2 separate regions of the Triticum aestivum genome follow, and region 1 is linked to region 2. The links are chromatin contacts, called in public Hi-C maps. All regions are on one chromosome and are shown on one strand. The core of a region is the stretch at or near the end of the contact, and the rest is flanking DNA. Distances in the headings are between cores, read along the strand shown.

Region 1 (3,009 bases), core at 413-2,912, 160 kb before region 2:
GTTTGGTTTCAGTCAAAACCATACACGCTATATTCAAATACTTGAGTTTTGTTTCGATCGTCATCAGCTTTTTTCGGCATTTCCCATACCAACTGCATCCTTTCGGCATCATGGCCAAAAGGTTGGCACCCAAGTCTTTGGTCAAATTGCTTTGGTTGTCCAGTTCTTAAGTAGGGTACACTCAAACACCAGTGCCGTAACACGAGCAGTTAATTAGGCCTTACAAATTTTTATTGTGAAGGTTGAATATTGGTACCAAACTCTTAGATAATCACCTGAACGATTTTGGTTGTGTTTGGTATTCGGTGGATTTTTTAAGAGTGGCACTTCCGCACTACACAACCAAGTTAACACGTCACCACTCTTTGGAGAAGCAAGGTGAATTACAAGGGCATGTTCACGCACGAAGAAAGGTAAAGTTGCTACGAGAAAACAACCACCTTATCGTCTTGTTTGGAGAGGCGGTGATGCCAAAGATGAAGGTTGTCGCAGTATGGATGTCCTCGCCCCTAAAAGTCGTGGCGCTTCGTGCATCCCATATCTTTCAAAGAATAGCCATTTTCAGTAGGATGTAAGTCCAGGTAGAGTGTTCGACTCCATGGGTAATACACAATCCTATAGATCATCGAAGGTGGGGGTGGGGATGATGGCGATGTGTTGCCAAATCCTCGTGGTATCTTCTATGTCATTGGAGCATCTCGTGCAGTACTTATTTATCATTTGGCCAATTAACATTTCCCCCAATTTTAGTGAGTAGTTCAACAACGGAAAACATAGATTGGATTATTATGCCAGGTGTCAATAAACTGCTCTTGACAAAATGCTGCAAGAACTGTAAACTCCGCACTTTTCTAAAAGGAAATGGAAGAAGATTGAGCAGAACCACAATAGCAAATGTATCACCAAAAGCAGCACCAACACCAACTAAGAAAAAGCAGCAGCAGCAACAGAGATGCCATAGAAACCAAACGAATCCATTCAAAGGATACAGTCATACTACATAGGAGTACATGATATGATACAGTTGATTCGACTGGGCGCTTTATTTATTTATCTTTTTTTTAACGGGAGGCATGAGCACTACTACTACTATCACTCGATTAGCGATGAAAAAGAGCTTATGTACAAGAGGAACCCGCACATCAAGGTATGGCTCCTCCCTTGTGCCCGCGCCCCTACGTACGTGCCCTGGAATTTACACGTACGTACGGACACCGCCGGTTCACCGGCGCATCAGGCCGGGGCGAAGCGGTCCATGAGCATGCACACCGTGTCCTCGGAGTTGGCGAGGACGGCGCTGTTCCTCCTCCTCCTCTCCTGGATCTGCACCGTCTTCACGGCCTCCACCTCGAGCAGGCCGTCGCCCTGGTGTCGCCGTCCGACGACCTCGGCCTCTGCCTCTACCGCCGGCGCCGCCTCCCGGCCGAACTTGGCGAACCAGACGCCGACCACCCCAGCCATGGCTCTAACTCTTCGCTCTGCTACGTACACAGCACACTCTCTGGAAAAGAAGGCTGTTGAGCTTGATTAGCCTCTTCTCTTTCACTGCTTGGATGAGTGGGTGTTCCTTTAACTCTGAGTTGCCGGCTCTACTTATACAACTCGCAGGTGTGAAGGAAGGCACCAATCGGCCGGCACTCGCGAGCTGCTGCCAGTGGGAAAAGTGGAGGAAACTGCGCGCGGGGCCGAATGGTAGGCGCCTCCTCGGGCCGGTGTTTTGTTTGGGTGCCGCCGAGTGGCGGGCGAGCGGCCACAGCTCATCGGCTTTGTCCGTTGCGGCGCAGGCCCATGCCGTGCCGTGCATTTGCCATGTGACGCACGGCGCGGCGCGACGCGCGATCGGAGGCCAAGCTAATGAACGTGAGGCTGCCGTCGCGCGCGCGGTGGAGAGGGGATATCCTCGCGCGTACGATTGATTCCGCGCGCGGGCGGATCCGGAGAGAGATGCCGCTGCCAGGATGCTGCGCGCGCGCGGTGACCACTGACTGCCCGGGGGCGGGTGCAAGTGCAGCGGCCGGCGATGCGGACCGTCGCCCTCACGTACGTGCTCACCGCGCCCCGTGCTCGCATGGTTGTGCAGTCCAGGTTCGCTGCACCACCCGGACGTAGTATTTGATCCGGGGAATCGAAGAATCTGAGCAAGGTTTATGCCGCCGATGGCGGGGCGCGCCAGAGATCGGAACGTTTTGTGAGGTGCAGCAGCAGCGGGAACGTTGAGGTTCAGAGAAAACTTTCAGTATGCATGGGCAGGTGAAGTTCAGACTTCAGAGAAAACGTTGCACTGGCTAACACACGATGCATCTTCTGTACTTCATGTCTGAGTTTCTGGTAAGAATTGAAGCAAAATATCTCAGCGAAGTGAGATATTTCTTTATGTCAAGCTTGAGTTTCCCGTCCGTTCCAAAAACGTATAAGAAGCAAAAATATCTCAGTGAAGAGAGATATTTCGCTACTACTTTAGCCGCCCGAGTGGTGGTAATGAATTATAGCTCCCCTCCCACTTGGCCGCACCGTCTCCATCGATCGTACATGCCCATGAAAATGAACTTTTTTTCCCTCTAGGGACCATCATGAAAACGGACTTGACTGGAGAAGAGATAGGCGTTGATTTGTATTGTAACAGAGACATTCAGAAGGCGCCGAACTTGATAATTCAGCAGGCTACAGCAATCGCGAAAGACACTTTAGTTGCATTGCACCTAGCTAGAGCTTAGGAACGTGTTGCTGCATAGCGTTCGGTGCAATCTACTGACCGAAGCAATCGACCAGGATGGACAAGAAGGCGTCCTCCCGGACGAGCACCGGCGACGACGGCGAGCCAGCGCCAGCGCCGGCAGCCTGATCCCTGGCCGGCCAAGCCATGACACCATCAGCTGTTGGCGTTCCATTTCCGTCGCCGGACGGCTGAGCTACGTGGCCGCCTTCTTGTGCGCCGGGCGAAGCCGTGGGTCTGAACGGCTCCCCCGCTCTCCTCGTGGCCCGAATCCTGTCCACCTCCACCGTCCAAAT
Region 2 (2,816 bases), core at 18-2,517:
TACTAAATGCTCTGAAATTTTGTGTATAACACCATAATATTGCGCTGAGTTTATATGCCAAGTTGCAGAACTAATTAAAATCATTTAGTATTAAAATTAAATTGTAAAACATAGTAGAAAATACAAAACAGTAAAGAAAAGAATAAGAACTAAAAGCTACTGTGCACTTACCGGCCTACCTGCTACAGAAGGCCTAGCCCATCAGCAGGCTTTCCTCCTACCTCCTGTTCACCAGCAACACCGTGGACGCCCGCGGTTCGTTCGTGGCCGTAGATGGCCACGTGGCGGCCATCCGCCGCTCCCCGGCGACCTACAAAGCTCCCTCCCAACTCCCCGAACCCGCTGCCCCCAGATCTCACTTCTCCTTCCTCCCTCGCTCCTCTGCTCGCGTTCGAGCGTGCCCGTCGGCGCTGTTCGCTGCCACCGCGACCACCGCCGTTCCCATGTTCTTTCGCCTTGTCCCCGAGCTCCGCAACAAAGCACTCGTCCCCTCCATCGAGTCACACGAGCTCGAACGCCCTGCAACACCGTCGCCATCGCCGTCTTCGAGCTTCGGTCACCGAGGTCGCCACCATCGATTCGACGCCACCGAGCCCTCCCCGAGCACACCCGGCTTCTCTTCGAGTCCGCTGTGAGCCCCGCCGTTCTTCCCCTCTCTTTCCCGCTGTAGACCCGTCCCCGCCCGAGGCCGCCATGGTCGGGAGTGAAGCTCCCATGTGCGCCCACATGATGTTGCTGCTGCTGCTCTCCAACGCTCTGACCCGCGCGCCCGCCCACCGGCACTGGTCCTGCTCGCTACGACGGCCGCCGCTGCTCCTTCCTGCCCCTGCTGCAGACGCCGGCGCCCGTCGCTCCCTCTGGCCGCATGCTCCGGCTCCGCCTCCAACGCTGCTGCCGGCGCTCACCTGTAGCCGCGCCCGGAGCTCGCTTCACGCGCTTTCTGGCCGCGCCCCCTGCCTCACTTGGACCGCGACCCCTGCCAGTGCGCGTGCTTGCCCACTCGCGCCCGCATAGCCCCGTCCCGCTGCTCCCTTGCTGCTACGCCGCCGAAGTCTGCCCGCTCACCTCGCCTTAGATGTCGTAGCGCCGCCGCGCCCGTGTGACCCGCCTCCGCCGCCGCCCGGGGCTGCTCGCGCGCGCCCGCCCCTGATCTCGCCCCCGCCAGCCGCCGCTTGTCGGCCGCGACCATCGCCTCGCCCCTGTTGCGCGCGCGTTGACCGCATCAGAGGCCGGCTTGGGCCACTGCCCCCAGGGCCCGGGTCTGTTAATTAGGAAGGCCTAATTAACTTAGCCCAGGCCCCCCCTAGTAAATCTAATTAACACTAATTGTTCCCTCGGTCAATTACATGTGGCCCCCACTGATTAGTTTAATTAAACTAATAAGTAAAACCAGTTAATCTAATAAGTCAATGACATGTGGACCCAGTAAAAACTTTGACCAGTCAACTACTGAGTCAGCAGTTGACAGGGCCCACTGTCAACCCCTCTGTACCCTTTTCTGGGTACACTTTTGGGTGCGTATAGCATTTAGTTGTTTATTATTTTCTAATTAATAAATATTCCTGAAAGTCGGGTAATTGTTTAAAACTTTAGAAATTCATAATAAATAAACCATTACTCGGATGAAAATACTTTCTACATGAAAGTTGCTCAGAACGACGAGACAAATTCGAATACGCACTCTGTTTGTCAGCCACGTGTCCCTAGTATAGCAAACATGGAACCGCCCCCTCCGTTTCATATGTCCAAAAACGCGAAACACTGGGAATACTTTTCCGGATGTTTTCCCCCTTCATCGGTAACACCTAATACTGCGTTAGGTCACCCCTAGCATCGCTCATTGTCATGTCATGCATCATCATGCTTATATTTGCATTATATTTATTGTTTCTTCTCCCTCTTCTCTCCCGTAGACTACGAGACCGACGCCGTTGCTGCCCCGTTTGACTACGGAGTTGACGACCCCTCCTTCTTGTTAGAGCAATCAGGCAAACCCCCCCCCCCCCTGATCACTCGATATCGCATATTCCTTCTCTCCACTGCTTGCATTAGAGTACTGTAGCATGTTACTGCTTTCGGTTAATCCTATTCTGCTCCATAGCCTGTCATTGTTGCTACAATTGGTGATACCTTTACCTGCAATCCTACATGCTTAGTATACGTTACTAATGCTTCATCATTGGTCCTACATTCTTGTCCATCTGCCATGCTATACTATCGGGTCGTGATCACTCGAGAGGTGATCACGGGTTTATACATACAGACAGACTATACAGGTGGTGACTAAAGTCGGGTCGGCTCGTAGAGCATCCGCAAGTGATTCAGATATGGGGGCTGAAAGGACAGGTGGTCCATCCAGGTAGTGGTGGACCCGGGTTCCCGACGGCTCCCGAGTATTACTTTGAGGCGGAGCGACAAGGCAGATTGTGACCACCTAGGAGACATGTGGGTCTGGTTCTGATCGGCGTCTGTGGTTACTTCATAATAACACACTTAATGAGATCTTGGTATTTGATCTGAGTTCGGTCATTGACCTTATACGCACTAACCGCCATGTGGGACAAGATATGGGCAACCGGCGTCGTGGTATCAGCCGAAGGCTTCTAGACGTCAGCGACTGAGCGGTGCGCACCGGATTGGACTAGAACGCCTGCTCTTGTATTAGGGAGGCTAGGTCTGTTTCCGGCCGCCCTCGCAACGTGCAAGTGTGCAATAGGCGATGGGCTCAGACCCCTGCGTGCATAGGATTTAGACCGGCGTGCTGACCTCTCTGTTAGGCCTAGGTAGGGCTGTGACGTGTTGATCTTCCAAGGCTG

The links. Hi-C and Micro-C count contacts between places; a contact is called where the count stands out from the background.
Region 1: a Hi-C map of leaf shows a contact between it and region 2, with 4 times the contacts expected there. The contact joins the promoter of LOC123113435 here to the enhancer-like site in region 2. A contact is called at or near these places in 3 of 5 Hi-C or Micro-C datasets (all in leaf) and 1 of 1 datasets of contacts at active chromatin or transcription factors (leaf).

The regions. Positions count from the first base shown.
Region 1 is chr5B:586,901,947-586,904,955 of IWGSC CS RefSeq v2.1, reverse strand. LOC123113435 reads right to left here and starts at 1,662. Exons shown (of 1, transcript XM_044534663.1): 1 at 954-1,662. The coding sequence starts at 1,461. The coding sequence ends at 1,234.
Region 2 is chr5B:586,742,977-586,745,792 of IWGSC CS RefSeq v2.1, reverse strand. No RefSeq gene overlaps it. Among protein-coding and RNA genes, the nearest start is that of LOC123113434, 20 kb to the right of the region's middle. Within about 2 kb of position 1,267, at least 8 of the 8 cell types and tissues checked have an H3K27ac peak or open chromatin away from gene starts, as enhancers often do. A contact at or near this core is called in leaf, where this site is marked.